2 separate regions of the Pan troglodytes genome follow, and region 1 is linked to region 2. The links are chromatin contacts, called in public Hi-C maps. All regions are on one chromosome and are shown on one strand. Each heading gives the region's core, a stretch centred on a gene start, on an enhancer-like site or on the middle of the called end of the contact. The rest is flanking DNA. Distances are from core to core; before and after follow the strand shown. Region 1 overlaps ANKFN1 (ankyrin repeat and fibronectin type III domain containing 1). Region 2 has its middle 24 kb from the start of ANKFN1.

Region 1 (4,985 bases), core at 2,413-4,912, 190 kb before region 2:
CCCTGACATACCCTAGAAAAATTTCCCATATTCTGGCTCTTCCTATCTCTCTAGCCAAATTTCTCACCACCTTTCTATTTGCATTCCATGCTGTAGCTATTTTGAATATCTCTTAGTTCCTTGGACATGCTATATTCTTTCTGAATACCAGATCATCAAATATGATGGGTGTTCTTCTGCCTGGATGCTCAGTTTCCTATGTCTGGCTAACTCCCGTACAGCCTTGGAATCTTGGCTTAAACATCAACTCTCAGAGATATTTTTCTAGCCCCTAGGCTGTTAGGGTCCCTGCTCTGTGGTCTGAAAGCACGACACCTTATACTCTGCCATCATTATATCCCTTATATTTTATTGCACTTCATTGTTTAGCATCAGTCATCCCATTATATTGTAAGAGTTTAAGTGCAAAGTCTCTTATTCTCTGCTGTATGTCCAGGGTTTAGCAGAGTTCCTGGCACATAGAAGGCATTCAATAAATATTTGATGTTTTGTTGAAGTGCTTAGCATGCATTTATTGAATGAATACATAAATCACCTCAAGTAATAATGGGAAATGGGGTCTCAGAATTGAAAGGAACCTTAAAGTTCTCTTGGTATGTCTAATCTTTCTTGCCAAGTGACCATCCACAGAAGGCTTGCCTCCTCCAATTAATCCTTCTGGATTAATCTCAGCCCATATTGATCACACTCTTACTTTGTCTCCCACTTCCTAGCACTTTTACAGGATGTTCTTCCTTTTTGTTCTCTGGCTGTTTCCTGGAGTTCTTCTCGTCTCTGCAGACTGGTACTCTATAACTCTTAGCATAAGCCTGCAATTATTTGATGCTTGATTCATTGAACATCAAACACTTGAACAGGGAGTTAAATGATCACAGTCTTGTTTTAGGAAGATTTCTCTGGTTCTGAGGGAAGTATAAGTGAGATTAGCCAGACCTAGAGAAGACTCTAATAATGACTACAGCATGAGATGGGATCTAAAGGCAGCTTTGCCCTTTCTTTCCTTCTACTCCTCCCCCATTACTCCACCCTCCATGTCATAATACTAATGTTCTCATTTGGAACACTGAGAATGTTTGTTCCACACTCAGAACTTCCCCTCCACCCAATTCCACCCCCACAGTTATTTAACTTGCTTAGGATATTTGCGAATGTGTCTCACTGATTCAATTAAAAGCTCCTTTAAATACAAGGATTGTGTTTTATTTTGCATCTTTCTCCTTCAGCCACTACACCTCCAGCCCTAGTAAGTGCTCAGTAAAATTAAGAAAGAAAATCATTTATTATATGCAGATATTAAATGAAGCAATGTGGTTGGGAGGGCGCATTGCTCCCATTCAAAGATGAACAGGGCATCTTTTCAAAGATAAAAGAGATATACTTAGCATGAGATATGCAACCAATTACAATACAAGGCAGAATTAAGTAAATGCCATAAAAAAGTATGAGCAATGTGCTAAGGGAACATAGAATTATTACTTCTTTCTGTAACACATAGAAATGTTCACAGAGAAGGTGGCGTTTGAACTGGAACTGGAGGAATGAAGATCTCTCTACAGGTTGAAAAGAAGAAACAGGTTTGGCGTCAAGGCATAGTGTCAAGGCATAGAGTTCTGGGGCTGTTAGGGAATGACAAGTAGTCCAGTGTACTGGAGTGAATAATGCAGGGAAGAGCTGATGGAATTGGTCTCAAAAAGTAAGCAGGAGCTAAACTGGGGAGAGCTCGAACACCATGTTAAAGAGTTTGGATGTTATGCCATAGGTGACAGTGAGCTGAGCAGGAGAATGCCAGAACAGTTGATTAGGATCCACCTGGCCTGGCCATTGTGGATAGTGATGAGAACCCAGAAGCAGGAAGACACTGATGGTGTGAAGGCCTGTGAAGATGTAAATTAGGAGATGAAAGTCTTATATTTGGAGATAGAACTTACAGGATTGTCAATAGTATAGGTGGGGGATGGGGAGGATGAGAGAGAGAGACACGTTGAAGGTGACTTAAAGTTTTAGCCTACATGATGGCGGATGATGATGACATTAATTTATTCCAGTACATACACCTAGAGATAATTATGGCATGCAGGTTGTGGTCTGTGCTCTTTTTTTTAAGACAGAGAAAAGAACAGAAGCTGAGTCCTTGGAGTCATGTCAATGTGCCTAGACATTCATAGAATGCTTTGAAGAACCCATTTAGCACCAGGTAAAGATTTTAGCCCAGGCTGTGACAGATGAGCTGCCTCTAGCAACATTGAGGGCCATTTCCAGGGGGCATGGGTACAGAGTTTCCATGAAATGTGAGAGTCTGCGGTTTCCCACTACAGTTGTTTAGCTCATTGGAAAGAACCTGGGTCTGGGAAAGGGGAGTTTGAACTTCAGTCCTTGAGCTGCCCCTCACCAGCTGTGTGATCTTGGGCAAGTTACTTTTTATCATTAGGCTTCATTATTCTCACCTGTGAAATGACAGCGTTGGACCAGTTAAATTCAAAGGTCTCTTTTAGTATACTCTCCTCTGATTTGTGACATATGATGTATAGAATTTCAGAATACTTGCAAAATTAGGCCAAAGCCCACCAACATCAGAAGCCAGTAATGTCCACTTTCCCCTGCAAAATCCTGACCATATTTTGAGAATGTCCATATATCGCTGCAAATGCATGTCTGCCCTGTGGTTAGTTCCATGTGGTTTGTTTGTTAGACATAAATTTAAATTGATCACTTTTTGATGGCTATTTTCTAACAATTTTTCACTTTTTTTTCAGCGAAGATTTTTTTTTTTTTCCTTAGGGAGTGCCTTTTCATCAGGATCTCAAAATTAAATTATAAGAAAGTGGCATTCCCTTACTGTGGTCAGCAAAGAGCCTGGCCAGCCTACTTCCGTTCCCTAATCTCTTGACCTTCCTTAGGGCGCGGCTGCTCAATAACGGCTCCGATTCTTTTTTTAAAAATAAAATGTGCTACTTACCGAAAGCTGCTAAAAAGGAGACAAAAAATAGGAAAAGAAAACTAACACCCCAGGGTGTATCTGAATATGCTTATTATGTGCGCAGTTGTTAGTAATGAATGTGAAACTCTTCTTCCTCCTCCCTCTCAATTTCTAATCCCCAAAGAAAAAAGAAAAGGGGTGGGGGAGTGCATTGGCTATTCAATCCAAAGCAGAGTTTTTTTTTTTTTTTTTTTTTTTTTTTTCCTGAAGAAAAGATGCAGACTGCTCATGGGCATGCTAGTTCTTGATTATTTTGTTTTAAGCACCAATTGACCTTTCAGACTAAAAGTAACGGTCTCAAAATATCCTGAGAAAGCCTCTTTTAGAATTTTTCTCTAAGTCTTGGAGACGAGACACATTGCATCCAAAAAGACTCTTCGAAAAGAGATGGCCCATATTCCTCGTAGTGCAATCCGATGACAGAGTGTTTATCTGAACTAATCATGTGGGATTTTCCAGTGCCACATTTTTGAGAAACGGGATTCTCTTAAAGGAGGTTACAAACACTTCACTGAAAGCTTTCCAAGAACAGCTTCATCCGTCCTCTCAGCAGCCTCTCACCGGGCTGTAGCACCGACGTGATAATCAGAGTCCATGCTTCTGAAAAGCCTTCTTGTCCTGGCTGCCACCCTCCTTTCAGTCATCATTAGAATTCTCAAGCTATGAATCCCCTATTGTCTGTATGAGCCCAGGATCCCCCACACCATGCCGAGGAAGGAATGTGAGCCTCCTGGGTCTGGCTCTAAGTCTCAACCTTATCCAGCAGGTCACAAAGCCCCATTTATATGCAGTTCCAACATTTTATCATAATTCTTTATCTGCTCGGCCCCATATATCCTCTAGGGCAGTCAGGAGACATTTGGTAATGAAGCCCATTCATCCTTATTTTCTCAATTGGCACACTTCAGGTTATAATATTTATGTTCACACTGTCTTAATTTTGGATGTCAAAGATACTATACTAGACAAGTAGCATTGCCAAAGGATAATTGAACCATGTGGAAGAGTTCACCAGAGTCTGATACATGATGTGGTTTGTCATATTACCAATCATTGCATCAAAATAGTTACTTTTAATAGCTCAGTGGAAAAATAATAATAAATGCTGCCATTTATCAAATACCTTCTATGTGCCATGCAATGGTATCACTGAATTCTCACACTCTACAAAGTAGGATTATCCACTTTTTATCGATGAGGAAACTCAGGTTCAGAGAGATTAATCAGCTTGTTTATGTGCATTTAGGGACTGAGCTGAGACTCAGACCCAGGTCTCTGCAAAGTTTGTGGTATTTCCACTTCATTCCTTTGCCAAGAAATAAGAAATAATACATAATATGTATAATAATATAATAAGAAATATAATACATTTCGTTAGTTGTTTTACATTAATGTAACATAATTATTTTTCATCAAAAACATGTAAATAATTATGAAGTTCGGGCTGATAAAATGCTTTGGCCAACTGAGAAATGAGATCTGCTCTGATAAGCATTAGCACATCAGTAGGAATTTGTAGCATAAATTTCACCTATCAATAGGTGGCAGTATTCACCTAACTCTCTTTAAAAGGAGCCAGCATAGGTTGCTTCTTATGACCAATCCCTAGGCCATCTGTATTCTTTGATGCACTAGATTTGGTCATAATGAATAAAGTGTGTAATAGGTTGGTGGCTAATTGGACCTCAATCACGCCTTTGTATAGGGATATCTGGACTGTGGTGCGGTTGTGGTAGAGGACTGTTATCCATGGCAGAGATGTTGGGATCCCTCTCCATTTACAACACTCATTTTGGCCGTTCCTCTGGGGAAGTCTTTTATTGGTGATTCAAAGCCAAAGATGATTTTTGTGCCCTGGTTTACTTTAAGGATGTTGTGCAGAATTCTCAAACAATTTGAAAATGAAATAGTTAATACTCTAGGATTTGATAACTCATAAACCAATGTTTGTCTAGATTAAAAAATAGAACATTTATCAGACTTCAGGGTTTCAGCTTTTTCAAAACCC
Region 2 (5,007 bases), core at 377-2,876:
CAGGGTTTTGCTATGTTGTCCAGGCTGGTCTCAAACTCCTGGGCTCAAGAAATCCTGTCTCGGCCTTCCAAAATGCTGGGGTTACAGGAATGAGCCACCACCCCTGACCATAGTATTTTCTTAATAGTGAGATTCCCACATAATTTTAAATCTCTTTAAATAGCCTGACTTTGTAGAACCACACTGCGGTGAATTCTTGCTACATCCATGTCCAGAAGGACATACTATTGATCACATCATGAGATAGTTCTGGATTCTTGGGTGATTAATGTCCTTGGAACAGGTTCAAGACTGGGCTCCACTAGAACAGACCAAACTCTAAATGAGTGCATTTTGTAAAAAGAGATACAAATTAGAGTCAGAGATTTTTTATTTTTTATTTTTGCCAACTGAAACAATTATGGTGGCTTCAGAGATTTCTGATTCAGTGGCCTTAAGTGCTTCACGCAAACTTTCATTTAGACAGTCCTCAGATCTCCAGGGCATCCTATATGTAGTAATGGGTTATTTCAAAAGCTGCTTCTAAAAACCTCCTGAATATTCTCCATTTACACATATTGAGGCTATACAGATACAGTTTGTTTCAAGACATAAGAAAGAAAATAATAAACAGCATTATGGATGGTGTATTGGGAATCACTATCTTATGTTCTAGCTACCTAGAGAGTCAAAATATTCAATTGCAAAGTGACAACTTCCATTTGCCCTTTATCTGCCTGGAATTTTCTGACAGTTTCCCCTACAGACTTTTTGAGCTCTTTGGTATCATACTGGTTTAGTCTTTACGGCACAAAGCTGGGTTTCTTTCAACTGCTCCTCTCTTTGTCTCAGATGCCCCATTCAATTTAAGACATATGCCTTTTTGCTTTTGTGAAAATGTAATCTTTTAAGTGACTCACAGAACAAGAAAAAAAAAAAACTCGAGTTAGAAGCCTGACAAACACCCAGATCAGCCAGCCTCACCCAGTTCAGTCCAAGGAGGTTTGACAAGTTGCTATACAGAAAAGCAGTCTTTTGGAGGCAAAACTGCTTGCCAGTGTGCACATCAACTCTGACAGAGGGCAAAACACCAGCTGCCTGAATACACTCTCAGGCTGCATCTCCAAGAGCAAAAAGGGCTCTTCAGTTTCAGCAAAGTGAACTGTCCTCCCCCCATCTAATCAAAATGCCCCTTGGTTGGCAGATTGAAATATCCTTCAATCCAGTAAACCTGCATGACTTTTCACAGCTAACCTCTGCCCAGGGAGAAGTCAATAAAGAAACAAAATGCAAATAAATTAGCATTCATCACTGCTGATCTAGTATAAATATTTATAAGGGAAAGATGCAGCGATTTTGAGTGATACCATGATCCGGACCCCACATAAACAGTTAAAAACAGCCATACTTGAGATATTGCACTTTGCATTTTTTTTTTCCATTTCACATCACCATAATCACCTAATAAATATTTAAATGGACCCATTTGCTGTAACTATAAAAGAACCGTGTAAACTTGTTGTCATCTAGACACATTAGCCGTGGTGGAGTCAATGAATTTCAACAGTCACTTAATATCGCAGCCACTAGCTACCTTAAAACTGCCAGCGAGGGCCTGCCAGGAAGCTACTGTAACAGCCCAGATCACTGCCTCCTGAGCAAGACACGAGCTTCATTATGAATGCGAGCATTGCTGCTCTAATTAGGCCTGGGAGAGGTTTAACAACCATCCTACAGTCTTGCTGCTGACAAATATAAAAATAAAGCCTTGTTCGAATTAGCAATGTGAAGTGAGAAGGTCTAGAAGCACCAACTGTCTGAGCGGCCCTGGGACGGCTCTAATCTATAGCGAGGTTATTTTGGTTCATAAACTGCTAGTATGTTACCTGCAGGAGGTCTCCCCTGTAAAATGAATTATAGTAAGCTATATGTGATAATTAACCATGCATTAGCAAATATCTTGAAACAGGGAGGCTCTGTTTTCTCTGTATTTTGACTAATAAAAGCATGAATTTGTTCAACAAATGATCATTTAGGTTGTGGAATTCTAACCATATTGGAAGGACACAGTGAGCAATACAACATTGTGCTGGTCTAAGGGTTTCCTTACCCAAACAGGCTGCTTAATAGGCTGGCTCCATACTATGATGCTATTCACAGACCTAAAAACCACAGCGTTGAGAAGACAAATACAATATACATTTAAAATAATATGAACCTTGTGTTATTATTTACTTTAAAATCACCCTATATGTGACAATTAAAAAAAATACATGGGTAAAGTTCTGTTTCAGAAAGTAAACTTATGTTTCATTTAAAATATTTAAAAAGAATTCCCATGACTTTTCAACAATTAAATAAATATATATCATTGTACTTTTTTTTTTTTTATGGAGTGGGTTGCTAAGAACTTTCTTTAGATGGTTTCAAACATGCTCTAGAAATAAAAACTAGATCACAACATTGAATAAGACAACACCATTTTCTGAATTACTTAATGCATCCTCCAAAGAGTACCAGTGAGTATATCATATAGGTATCATTGACTTTGAAAGAAGTGTTTTGGGTGCTGCACTCGGGCTGAAGAGTGGACTGGGCTGAATAAAAAGAATCCTGGGAGGTTGATGAGAAGAAGCGTCATCTCCAATTGTCAGGGCATTCATGCAGAACAGGAGTCCAGGTGTTTTTATCATTATAGGAAGCCACATGATGCTAATTTTGTGACCAGAGCCTGCCAGTAATAGAAGGTACCAATGATGCCTTAAAATTAATAGATTTTTCCCTTGTCCTGCAAGACACCGATTGCTTCTTTATAAAAAGCAGTATCTTCTCCTTTTTTCTCCTCATCTTCTAACCTCACAGTTAAAATGTATATTTATATGTAGTATATATAAACACACGCACACATACTTACACAGATCTAAAAATAATGCAGACAGACCACGCAGGCAGCTTCAGTGTTTATCCCAAATATGTGACCAATAGTTCTGCTTTAAATAGTCTATCCAAATCCATCAATAAGTTGAGGTTATCCCTTCTAAGCAGTTCCAAGAGTTTATATGTTTATACCCGAACTGTTTCCATGGGATATTAATAGATGTTAGCTAAAAGGGTTCTGTGGTCAGATATATATGAGAATCCCTGGATTAAGTAAAGTGACATAGGTTTCTTTACTGTAGGACTTCTCAGAGCCTTTACTACTGCCTTGGGAAATACTGCCCCAGTGCAAACATTAGATACACATAGCCAGTTCTCATTAGAAAGAGCATCTAGTTTTATAAAAAGTCTCACTAGTGATGCAGAGATGGAAAGAGATGTTGTTTCTGAAGATCTTGAAGGCCTTGCAGGGCTAAAAACCAGGACATTGTTACAGAACAGAACACCCTATACTCCTATACTCAACGAAAGAACATTCAATCCCAAGTGAGATTGAAGGCTTTCTTAGTTTGGCTAAGGGGCAACACTCCTGATAATCAAAACATCCTTCAGTTGCAAGTCTTTCACCCACTTCAGGATTGCAAAGAAAATCACAAAGCAAACACATTTTGTAATCTTAGCAAAGAATCCCGTCTTTCCATTGCATGTCAAGTCAAAGCATTTTTACTCTTAATCACTGAGCACCTCCCAGGAAAAAAAAATGGCTATTGGCTTCCAGGAGGGAGGTAAAAACAAACCCCCTAGGCTCCACAGTCTTTCTAGCTCTTTCTGAGCAAGAGCTCTCTTTTTTTAACCTGTCGATGTATTGGGTGGTTACAGCGCAGACTATAAACTCCTATGAAAGCAGAAATCTTCAAGTTGAGTGAAGATCCTGGGAAGGAAAAGGGGAGAGGACTGGTGCTGAAATAAAGTGAATTCTTCTGTGAAGTTTGAGGACTTGGTTTTGGTGTGTTTCATAACAATAGTTTTGCTATTACATAGCAGGTGCAGAAGCCTGGAGAGACTCATTGAAAGGAAAACAAGCAAGGATCTTCCAGATACCAACAAACATCTTTGGAGGCTGATGGCATAGGAATTACCTTCACTACCTAGCCCCCAGTTCTTGCTTTCTCCACAAACAAGCTTTGCTGAAAAAGTTAAGAATTTTAGTTAGGATCTTTGAATAGAAATGGAATTGTATCTACAAGGGATTAGAGCTTTTTGGCACTGGCTTCAGGCTTTGGTAAAGTGATTGTGGGGGTCTGAGACTAAGTGAGAAACTAATGCATTATGAGCAGAAGATCCTAAACTGTGTTTTTTGTCTGATAGAAAAAGCTCAGGCTGGCCGGGTGCGGTAGCTCACACCTGCAATCCCAGCATTTTGGGAGGCCAAGGTGAGCGGATCACCTGAGGTCAGGAGTTCAAGACCAGCCTGACCAACATGGCAAAACCCTGTCTCTACTAAAAGCGCAAAAATTAGCTGGGTGTGGTGGTACATGCCTGTAATCCCAGCTACTCAGTAGGCTGAGGCAGGAGAATAGCTTGAACCTGGGAGGTGGAGGTTGCAGTGAGCGGAGACCGTGCCACTGCAGTCCAGTCAGGGCAACAGAGCAAGAGACTGTCTCAAAAAGTAAAATAAAATTTTAAAAAAGGAAAAGCTCAGGCTTGGAATCAATCAGACAGACCTAGGTTCAAATCCCGCCTCTCCTACATATGAGGACAATATATTTAGTCATCCTGAGCCTCAATTTCCTTATCTACAAAATCATGATAACAAGATAATTTATGCAAAGTGCTTGGTGCACTGTAAGAATTGAGTAATTACTTGTTATCCCTCACTTCTAATGGTATTCAATATAAAGACCCATTTCATTATTACACTCTTGTGCTATGAGCCAATCTGGACCTAGATTCAGTGCCCCTTTTAAGAGGTAGTAAAAGTTGAGTACGTAATAGCTACTCTTTTTGAGCATTTATGATAGATATGCCAAGGCATTGTGCAAAGCAATTTTTTGTGCATTTATCCTATTTAATTTTAACTGTCTCCCCATGATTTAGAGCTTCTATTTCTAGTTGATGAAAAGTCAGAAAAAAAATTAAATATCTAGTAAT

The links. Hi-C and Micro-C count contacts between places; a contact is called where the count stands out from the background.
Region 1: a Hi-C map of induced pluripotent stem cells shows a contact between it and region 2, with 4 times the contacts expected there. The contact joins two enhancer-like sites. A contact is called at or near these places in 4 of 7 Hi-C or Micro-C datasets (blood, induced pluripotent stem cells and stem cell-derived neural progenitor cells).

The regions. Positions count from the first base shown.
Region 1 is chr19:69,438,423-69,443,407 of NHGRI_mPanTro3-v2.0_pri, reverse strand. All of the region lies in intron 3 of ANKFN1 (ankyrin repeat and fibronectin type III domain containing 1), which reads right to left. Among named protein-coding and RNA genes, the nearest start is that of ANKFN1, 160 kb to the right of the region's middle. Within about 2 kb of position 3,662, at least 3 of the 24 cell types and tissues checked have an H3K27ac peak or open chromatin away from gene starts, as enhancers often do. A contact at or near this core is called in induced pluripotent stem cells, where this site is marked.
Region 2 is chr19:69,249,725-69,254,731 of NHGRI_mPanTro3-v2.0_pri, reverse strand. No RefSeq gene overlaps it. Among named protein-coding and RNA genes, the nearest start is that of ANKFN1, 24 kb to the left of the region's middle. Within about 2 kb of position 1,626, at least 3 of the 24 cell types and tissues checked have an H3K27ac peak or open chromatin away from gene starts, as enhancers often do. A contact at or near this core is called in induced pluripotent stem cells, where this site is marked.